2 separate regions of the Sus scrofa genome follow, and region 1 is linked to region 2. The links are chromatin contacts, called in public Hi-C maps. All regions are on one chromosome and are shown on one strand. The core of a region is the stretch at or near the end of the contact, and the rest is flanking DNA. Distances in the headings are between cores, read along the strand shown.

The links. A called contact is a pair of places that touch in the nucleus more often than the background predicts.
Region 1: a Hi-C map of liver shows a contact between it and region 2, with 5 times the contacts expected there. The contact joins two enhancer-like sites. A contact is called at or near these places in 2 of 47 Hi-C or Micro-C datasets (embryonic fibroblasts and liver).

Annotation. Positions count from the first base shown.
Region 1 is chr1:108,232,570-108,237,724 of Sscrofa11.1, reverse strand. The region is part of intron 1 of HERC1 (probable E3 ubiquitin-protein ligase HERC1); the gene reads right to left. Among named protein-coding and RNA genes, the nearest start is that of HERC1, 29 kb to the right of the region's middle. Within about 2 kb of position 2,169, at least 1 of the 83 cell types and tissues checked has an H3K27ac peak or open chromatin away from gene starts, as enhancers often do. A contact at or near this core is called in liver, where this site is marked.
Region 2 is chr1:108,021,546-108,027,342 of Sscrofa11.1, reverse strand. All of the region lies in intron 2 of DAPK2 (death-associated protein kinase 2), which reads right to left. Among named protein-coding and RNA genes, the nearest start is that of DAPK2, 27 kb to the right of the region's middle. Within about 2 kb of position 3,387, at least 9 of the 83 cell types and tissues checked have an H3K27ac peak or open chromatin away from gene starts, as enhancers often do. A contact at or near this core is called in liver, where this site is marked.

The DNA.
Region 1 (5,155 bases), core at 920-3,419, 210 kb before region 2:
GAGACCCTGTTGACTTGATAACTGAGAATACAAGGACAGCGTGCCCTTCTTGTCTTCACTGCCCTATTCACTGTCCCTACATAACCAAATAGCAGCCTCTCACTGGTTTGTCCCCCTAAACATCTATGATGATCTCAGGCAAGAATGTCCAGGAGGCGTAAATTATTCCGGCTTTGCCTCTGTAGGGAGAGCTTTCTTCCCATGGATAAGAGTGAGTGCTAATGAAAAAATAATCAGGAGTTCCTTCCTGAAATTAGGAGAGCTAGCTGACTTCATAGCAAACACAGTTTCCCTCAACAATGGTTGCTTATGGGAGTTCCCGTCGTGGCTCAGTGGTTAACGAAACCATGAGGTGGCAGGTTCGATCCCTGGCCTTGCTCCATGGTTAAGGATCCGGCGTTGCCGTGAGCTGTGGTATAGGTTGCAGACGTGGCTTGGATCCCGTGTTGCTGTGGCTCTGGCGTAGCCTGGGAACCTCCATTTGCCATTTTCTTCGGGAAGCGGCCGAAGAAAATGGCAAAAAAACCAAAAAAAAAAAAAAAAAAAGTTGCTTAACTCACAATGTTAGTAGAAGAAAGTCTTTTTTTATCCTCTTTACTTCTCTAGAGTCTTAAATATTCTTCAAGAAAAGGAAAAACAAAAAAGTTTGTATAGGCATATTGTTTTCAATTATAATATAATCAAAGATTATCAATGTGCCATTGTTGTTTTAATTTAGAATACATATATAGAAATGCAAAAGTTATCTTCATAATAGTCTTGTATTTATAAACAGCATTTTAACAACCAAAAAAATCCTAAAAAAATTTTTAAGGATTTATCTATCATGTTTATAACTATAATATAGAAGTTTTTAAAAACAAAAATTAAGTAACATAGCTTAAAGGTCTTTGTCCTTTCCTTGGTCATACAGAAATTTGCAAAGTTATGGAACAAATACCACAGAATATATCTATCAGCTTGCTACATAAGACATGTTTACTGGATAGTTTTACTTACACTTTGTCATTTCATATTTGTGTTATACATAAACATCACAAAACCTCTGGGTATATTCTGACAATGCATTTGTAAAACAGAAAGATGAATCATCAATGCAGCAAGATTTGCCGAAGAAAGGGGAAAGAAGTTTTTCAGAATAATTATAATCAGCAGAGAGGTTCAAAGAATAAAATACAGCATCAAACTAATAACATTTTCAATTAAACTTCTGAAAAGTTCTGCTTAGTCCTTTTACTATATAATGTTGTAGGCAAATAAAAGAATGAAAACCAATTCATCAAATGATAAATTCTGGTTCCTTCAGCGCTAAACCACATAATAAAATCAACTAGAATGTCTAAATTTTTCAAGCTGTAAGCCCCATTCATACTGGCTATAATCAAGATGATCTCTAAATGTGAAAGACAAGAATAAATTAATTTTAGCCCTCAGTAAGATGCAAAATGAAGTTAATTTCTTCAAATATTATTTAAAAGCTAGTTTTCAGACCATCCATTTCAAAGCCAAGTTATCCACTACTTATAGAATCTCCACTGTTGATATCCCACCATTGTTCAAAAACAGCAAAACCTATGATTTAATCAAATACTTTTCAGTGTAGTTCCTGTTATCAGCAACCGTCAAGCTGGGACAAGGTGCAATAACTGATAACTGATTTAATTTTTCCTTTCCCCTGAAACTCCAAGAAAGTATACAGTAGGTTCACAAAGTTTATATCTTTATATTCAATTATTTTCAAACCTTAATGTCTTAATCCAGTTTATCAGTTTCCTACCTTAGCTACAAAGAAGTTGAGCACAATTCAGTTAATACTAGAATGGGATAGGGAAATTGAGACACTAATCAGAGTTCTCTTGTGGCACAATGGGTTAAGGATCTGGCTTGGGTCACTGCTATGGCACAGGTTTGATCCCTGACCCGTGAAATTCCATGTTCTATGGGTGCAGCCAAAAAACAAACAAACAATAGCAAAACAAAACAAAACAAACAAAAAACCACTAATAATCAAGAAATGACCTATCATAAAATTACTTACCCTCCCAGGGCTCATCTACAAAATAAGGGATTCAAATGAAATAATCTCCAAATCTCCCAGGGGGTGGCGGTTGCTAGTGGAGTCAACCACATGATTAGAGTTGGAACTTTCAGTCCCAACCCCTGACCTCTTGCAGAAGGGAAAAGGGCTGAAGGTTGAACTCTATCACCAATGATCAGTGATTTAATCAATCATGTCTATGTAATGAGGCCTCCGTAAAAACCCAAAAAAAGGACTGGGTTCAGAGAGCTTTCAGGTTGGTGAACACATGGAGATTTGGGAAGACTGGCATGCTCCAAGGAGACACAGAAGCTCCACATCCTTTCTCCACACCTAATCCTATGCATCTCTTCCATCTGGCTATTCCTGAGTTACATCCTTTTATAATAAACCAGGAATGTAGTGAGTAAATCATTTCTCTGAGTTCTGTAAGCCACTCCAGCAAATTAGGTGAACCCATGGATGGGGTCATTGGAACCTTCAATCTACAGCTAGTTGGTCAGAAGCACAGGTGACAACCTAAACTTACAATTGGTGTCTAAAGGTGGGGATGGGGTCATATAGGATTGAACCTTTAACCTAAGAGATTTTACACTATCTCCAGGTAGACAGTGTCAAACTGAGTTGAACTGTAGAATAATCACTCAGTATCCAAGAACTGTGTAGTGATGTGGAAAAAAACCCACATATTAAAATTGGAAGTGAGTCAGAACTGTACATATAAGTGAAAATTCTCTCTATACTGACCCACTAGCTTAGCTTCCTTACTCAACTCCCTAATACCAGATTCTCCCCAACTTCAGTTCATCCTCCATCTTTCTACAAACTTGATGTTACCCTCTTGCTTTTTATTTTTCTTTTTAGGGCCACACCTGCAGCATATGGAAGTTTCCATGCTAGGGGCTGAACTGGAGCTACAGCTGTCAGCTCACAGCAACACCAGACCCTTAACCCACTGAGCGAGGCCAGAGACAGAACCTGAATCCTCGTGGATACTAGCCGAGTTCTTAACCCACTGAGCCAAAACAGAACTCCAAGAATGTCTACTTTCGCTACTTCTATTCAACACAGTACTAGAAGTTCTAGCCAGATTAATTAGGCAAGAAAAACAAATAAAAGGTATCTAAATTGAAAAGAAAGAAGATTATCTCTGGGAGTTCCCGTCGTGGCTCAGTGGTTAATGAATCTGACTAGGAACCGGTTGGGGGTTCGATCCCTGGCCTTGCTCACTGTGTTAAGGATCTGGCGTTGCCATGAGCTGTGGTGTAAGTCGCAGAAGCGGCTCGGATCCCACGTTGCTGTGGCTCTGGCGTAGGCCAGAGGCTACAGCTCCAATTGGACCCCTAGCCTGGGAACCTCCATATGCCACGGGAGCAGCCCAAGAAATGGCAGAAAGACAAAAAAAAAAAAAAAAAAAAAGATTGTCTCTGACTGCAGATAATATCTTACATGTAGAAAACCTTTAAGAATCCACAAAACAAGCCGAAACAAACCAAAATGAACCCATTAGAAATAAAAAATGAATTTAACAAAGCAGCAGGACATAAAATCAACAAAAATCAGTTGCATTTCTATAACCAACAATCTGAAAAGGAAACTAGGGAAACAATTCCATTTATAATAGCATCACAAAGAGTAAGATACTGAGGAATTAACCAGTGAGGTGAAAGATTTGTACAATGAAAACTATAAAAATGCTGCTCAAAAAAATTAAAGAAGTTCCCTACTGGCCTAGCAGTTAAGGATCCTGCACTATCACTGCTGAGAAGCAGGTTCAATCCCTGGCTGAGGAACTTCCACATGCAGTGGGATGTGGCCGAAAAAAAAAAGGAAATTAAAGAAGACATAAATAATGGAAACACTTCCCATGTGCATAGATTAGAAGATTTAATACTGTTAGGATGATGTCAATACTACCCAAAGTGAACTACAGATTCAACGCAATCTCTATCAAAATCCCAATGACAGTTTTTGGCAAAAATAGAAAAGCTGACCCTAAAATTAATATAGGACCTCAAGGGCCAAAACAATCTTGAAAAAGAACAAAGCTGAAGGATTCACACTTTCTAATTTCAAAACCTGCTACAAAGCTGCAATAATCAACAATGTGGTACTGGCGTAGAAACCAATGGAATAGAATACAAAGCCCCAGAAATAAACCCTCACATATATGGTCAAATGATTTTTGACAAGGGTGTTAAGACATTCAGTGGGAAAAGGACAGTCTTCTCAACAAATAGGTGCTCAGAAAACCAGATAGCCACGTGCAAAAGCATGAGGTTGGACCCTTACCTCAAACCATGTATAAAAATTAACTCAAAACGGATCAAAAAGACTTAATATAAGACCTAAAACTCTGTTAGAGGAAAACACAGAACAAAAGCTTCAGGACATTGGATTTAGCACTGATGTCTCAGACACGACACCAAAGGCACAGCAATAACAAATGTATGTATATATATACACACACATCATGAAAATGACACCATGTCATGAAAAGAAGACATCACGAAAATTTTTTTAATTTTACGCATCAAAAGAAAATATCAACAGTAAAAAGGCAACTCACAGGATGGGAAAAAATATTTGCAAATCACACACCTGATAAGGGGTTAATATCCAAAATATAGAGAGAACTTCTTAAATTCAAAAGCAAAAATGAAAACAAAAACACACCAAACCAATTCAAAATGGCCAAAGAACTTGAACAGACATTTCTCCTTAGAAGACATACAATGGTCAATCAGCACATGAAAAGATGGTCAACATCACTAATCATTAGAGAAATGCAAATCAAAACTACAATGATATATCACCTTACACGCATTAGAATAGCTATCAAAAAGAAAAAATCTGGAATTCTCTCATGGGGCAGCAGGTTAAGAATCCAGCAGTGTCACTGCAGCAGCTTGGGTCACTGCTGTGGTGTGGGTTCGATCCCTGGCCTGGGAACTTGTACATGGCATAGGGGCAGCCAAAGAAAAAAAAAAAATTAGCCCCCCAAAAAATAAATAGGTTGGCAAAGATGCAGGGCCTTATGCACTATTGGTAGTTGTATAAAATAGTACAATGGCTGTGGAAAACAATATAGGGGGTCTCAAACAATTCCAAAGAGAA
Region 2 (5,797 bases), core at 2,138-4,637:
TTCATTTTCATAGAGAGGCAGAGCAGTTCGGGGAAATTATTCTGGCTTCAGAGTCCAACAGAGCTGACTTTTAATCCCAGGGTGACTTGGGACCTCAGTGTTCTCATCTGTAAAGTGGGATAACTAGGACAATGAGCAATAGCAGAGGCAGTGTCCAGCCTATGATCTGTCACATAATAGGATCACAATAAATGAAAGCAATCATCATCTTTCATTTATTTACATGAATACAAAAGCTTTTCTGGAACACTGGCCTGAGGCTAACTTGTCCTCATGGCTGTGGCAGATACAAAGAGATCCACAACCTGGGGGCTGTCCTCCAGGACTCTCACTCAGCAGAGTGTGGCTGAGTACCTGCCACTTGCCTCTTCTTCCCTTCAAGTCCCTTCTTCACCGGTCACTAGCTGTGACCCCAGTCCCCTATGTACCTCCAATACAGAGGGCACCCAATACATATTTGTTTTGTGAATAGGAATAAATGATGCTGAGTGAGTCACCCAATCTGTTGAAATGTCAATTTTCTTATCTGCAAAATGAGGCTAATAGCACCTACCTACCCTGTCACTTCACAGGCAACCGCAAAGACAAAACAGAAACAGCATCCACACAAGGCCACAGAGGCAAAGCACACACAGAGCCACAAACTGCACCTTGAAGGGGGTCCTGTCTTCTACAGAGACTAGCTCTGCTGCAGCTAGGGCAGTCCTGTGCCTAGAGATCCTGCATTCCAGGAAAATAACAGACATATTTATCTATATATAGATATCTATATATAGTTTTTGTTTTTTAGGGCCACACTTGTAGCATTGGAGGTTCCCAGGCTAGGGTTCTAATTGGGGCTACAACTGCCGACCTACACTACAGCCACAGCAATGTGGGATCTGAGCCACGTCTGCGACCTACACCACAGCTCACGGCAATGCCAGATCCTTAACCCACTGAGCGAGGCCAGGGATCGAACCCACAACCTCATGGTTCCTAGTTCAATTTGTTTCCACTGCGCCATGATGGGAACCCCAGCAGGTCCACATCTTAACCTGGGTGCAAACATCCCTGCCTTTCCTGGTCTGCAGTCAGAAAACCTTGGCTCAACTTCTGATGCTGCCTCTTAATAGCTGTGTGACTGAGTGACTTAACCTCCTGAGCCTCTGTTTTCTCTTCTATAAAACAGGGTTCATGGAGTTCCCATCGTGGCTCAGCAGAAACAAATCTGACTAGCATCCATGAGGATGCAGGTTTTATCCCTGGCCTCGTTCAATAGGTTAAGGATCCGGCATTGGCGTGAGCTGTGCTGTAGGTTGCAGACATGGCTTAGATCTGGAGTTGCTGTGGCTGTGGTGTAGGCCAGTGGCTACAGTTCTGATTCGACCCCTAGCCTGGGAAGCTCCATATGCCTCAGGTGTGGCCCTAAAAAGACACATACACACACACAAAAAAACAGGGTTCATTGACGCTACCTATTTAAAAATGGAGCCACAAGAATCAAATAAGAGAATGTATGTGAAGGTGCTTTTTAAACTGTAAAGGTCTATACAAATGTAGGTGATTGGTATGATTTTCATTATTATTTCAAAAAACAGACACATTGGTGTGAACCCCAGGGAAGCCCGGACTCCTGGGCCAGAAAGAGAGTGCAAATGCCACTGTTCCTTTCAACTTTGGTGACTCTGAAGGCTTCGCCATCAAATTTTAAAATCCTACATGAAAACCAAATATGTTCTAGCCACAGCTTCAGAGAACTATAAGATAAGACATTTCTATAACAGGTTCTGCTGGGCTTCAATCAACTTGGTTGCTCAGGCCAAAAAAAACAGTTTTTAAAAAACACCACATACCACAATTCAGCCCCTCCCCCTCAAACACACACCCTTTCTCCTAAGAAAATAAAATAAGTAGAAACCAGCCCTAACTGATAAACGCCACCTTTGAGGCATGTGTTCTCAGAAGGCAGGCCTTCCCGGGTGAAGGGGGCAGACAAAGCATTCTCCAGTTACACTTTGCAGGTAGACAGATATTCAGCAGAAGAGGGCGAGGAAGTGAGGCTCCTGGCCGGTCCCAAGGGCTTAGTCCAGGATCTGTGGGGCTCCAAGAGCCAATCACTGCCTCAGACTCAGAAATGAGCTCTACTACTCCAGCTAAAAAGCTAAAGTACCAGGAAACTCTTTTAATGGTTGTTTTAATTAACCAGGTATGGGAGTCCCTGTTGTGGATCAGCGGGCTAAGAATGCAACTAGTATTCATGAGGATGCAGGTTTGATCCCTGGCCTCCCTGAGTGAGTTAAGGATCTGGCATTGCTGCAAGCTGCAGCATAGATGCCAGAGGCGGCTTGGATCCCACATCGCTGTGGTTGTGGTGTAGGACGTTGGCTGTAGCTCCAATTCCATCGCTAGCCTGGGAACTTCCATGTGCTGCAGGTGCGGCCCTAAATTAACCAGGTAAAAGCAAGTCTACGGACCAGTTTATCGTCCCTCACAGGCCCTGATGCTGCAGCCCCAGACTCCAACTCCACCCCTCAACAAATGGCCTCCCCACCCTACCAGCCACGATCAAGATGAAGGGCCCTCTGGGCTGGCCAGAGGAACCTTCAAGAAGGCTCGCCTGTGCCATGGTTCTTGGGGCCCCACTGGCACTGCTGGGTCACCCCCAGGGCTGAGGAGGGTGGACATACCCAGCACTGGGGTCAGGGCTGACACGCCAGGATCCTACCTATAGCCACTTGCCCATGTTTTACAGCTAAGGCTGCCTCTTCCTCCCTAGACCTTCAGGCCAGATCAGACTGCATGTATCTTGTGTGTTAGCTCAGGCTCCCTTTGTAGGTTTCTGTTCTCTAGTGTTAAATGCTTTGCAGTCAGGCAGATGTGAATCCAGAGCCTGCCACTGTTGGGCTCTGAAGCTTGAGACAGGTGACTTCCCAGCCCTGGTTTCCTCATCCTTAAAAGGTAGCTAATATCTGTCACGCAAAGTTTTGTTAAGATTAGTAATAAGGAAGGTTTAGAGTTCCCATTGTGGCTCAGCAGGTTAAGAACCCAACTAGTATCCATGAGGATGCAGGTTCGATCCCTGGCCTCCCTCGGTGGGTTAAAGATCCAGTGTTGCTGCAAGCAACAGTGTAGGTCACGGATGAGGCTCGAATCTGGCATTGCTGTGACTATGGAGTAGGCCAGTGGCTGAAGCTCTGATTCAACCCCTAGCCTGAGAACTTCCATGTGCCATGGGTGCAGCCCTAAAAAAGAAACACAAAAAGAAAATGGTAATAAGGAAGTTTCCTATTATATGGTTGGTGCTTAATTGGAGATAATCATTATTACAATGACACTCCTATCCCTATCCTCCAAATTCCAAGGCCTAGTCCCTCCTCCATACCTGGCTCCTCCCAGCTTCAGCTCACCTGTAACCACTTACCAGAGTGCTCTGTTCTCAGATCTGCCCAGTTCTGGGCCAGGCTGGGCCTGGTCACTGTGGAGTGGCTAGCAAACAGAAAGCACTCGAAGCACTGTTTGTTCACTTAGGAAAAAAAATCCCAACATCTCAAGTGATTGGAATTTTTTTCCTACCACATTCTGCTTTCATGAGTACAAATCAATAAGTAAACATGCTTAGATCAGGATTTATCCTGAAGAGGAGTGTCTCTCTTACAGACTTTTCTTGTTTGTTTTTTTTTTTTTTTTTTTGATTGCTCTGTTACCGTTCAAGGTCCAGTAGACAAAACACAAAGATCTGAGGTTCTTGAAAGATTCTGAAAGGTCCTTCAGACTCTCCAAAGAAGGAGATTTTATTTCTAATACATGGCCTTTCTCTGATTATAAAAGTAATGTGATCATTATAGACAGTGTGAAAAATAGGGGAAAAAGCATACAAAACAATCAAATTGCTGGTAATTTCATCATCTCTAGAGAATGTCACAGTGAATATTTTGTTGTATTTCCTTCCAGTCTTTCTTCTTGATGCTTCAAGAACTTAAGTAACTTTTCATTTAAAAAGGAACAATGAGCAAGCAGGCCAGCGGTACTGATCACAGATCCCCCGTGATGGCTCTCTTGCCCTGTTTTCAGCTCTCCCCAGCCCTAAACAACTTATTTGTCAGTGATACACCCCCATATTGCATAACTACATCTTGTCTTATCAGGGTTTGATGAGCTTCTACCCCTCGAGTGAGTTAACACAGTCATCTCTGCTTTCCATTTTGGTGTCACAGAGTCAATATTTACTAGCTGTGTTGCTAAAACAGGCCCTGGGCACAGCCTCAGTGCCAAGTGTCCCTGGCTAATCTCAGCAGCAGCAGTCTTGGTGGCACCGGAGGCTTTACCGTGCCACGGGTCAGAGCACTTGGCAAGTGACCTGCCCTGTTGAGCAGGTGGCCTCTGACCCAGCAAGGATGATTCACATAATCATAAAGTCACATGAGGCTAGTGCTGGAAGGTACTTAAATATTAGAGATGGGGAAACTGAGATGCCCTGTGAGGGGAAAGGACTTGCCTAGCACATGCAGCTCCAGAACCAAGTCCTGCGGCCTTTACTCTCACACCAGCTCTCACAGCATGGTCTTACTGAACGCATCAACATGGAAAGTGCTGCAGTGGTAGTGGGGGACAGAACCCATTTCATCGGGACGAGAGACTGGACGAGTGCTGCTCTGAGATCGTCAGTTCCACAGAGAGGTCTTCAGTGGCCTGGTCTCTTAGAGTGATGACTAAGGTGATCCCATGGAATGAATGAATTCATTCATTCATTCATTCATTCATTAATCTATTCCTAGGACAAATTTTTAGGAAACCCAGCCATGGGAAGGCATTACTTGCTTCACCAAAGCAGTGCCACTTGGCCCACCTCTTCTGGAAGGATTTTCTTTGCAGTACCAAAAGACAGACCCATCAGGCAGCCCCAAGGAAGGCAGAGGCTTAAAGGAAAACATAGGCGGGAAGTAGGAGAATTATGGTTTAAGGGTAAATCTCTGACTGCAGGCCTCTGAAGAAAGTCCCAATTCTAAGAGCACCTTACGGACTAACAGGAACAGGTCAATAGCAAAACGAAAGGTGACTTGGTGTGTTACCAAATTCCTGTTGTGTTTCTGTGGAGTCGTAGAGGGAGGAAGGGCCTGGAGTAAGGAGACCTGCATTCAGGTTCCATGCACACTAAAATGCTGCATGGCCCAGAGAGGGAAAGTGTCTTGTCCAAGGCTGCATAGCATATGGGCAGCCAAAGTTGGACTTGAATCAGATCCTTTACTCCAAGTACCTGACTGATGGCTCAGATGCCACAGATGAATCTTTCCATTTCCCTCACCCTCAGACAGCCAAAAGAAAGCCACCACCATGAATTGGAACCTTCATGGCACCTCCTCAGTTGAGATCGGTCACTGCCTACAAGGGGAAGCTCTGGCATCTTCTCTCTCTGGGACTAGATATCCTGTTGGGGTTCACAGGACTAGGCTCAGCCACTTCCTAGAGAAGGAGGAGCAGGATGGAGGCCACTAGACTAACACCAGTGCAGGAGGAAGCTGTGCTATGGGGCAATTCTGGCGCATGAGCGGGAGAACAAGTGAGCATTCTGTACAGCTGCTGGGATGCCAAACGGCTCTGCACACTTGCCTGTTTCCCTGGCCCGCCCCTCCAGGCAAGAAAACAAAGACGGTCGTGTGAACAGGGCTGTGATGAAAATGATGCCACTGCATTTCTACCTTCTCTGGGCTTGCAGACACAAATTCCAGCCCCTGGGGGCTCAGTGCTGGCTGAACACAGTTTACAGGTGCACCAGCCCCTGTGTTTGTTGAGTACCTACCTTGGATCCAGCTCTGTA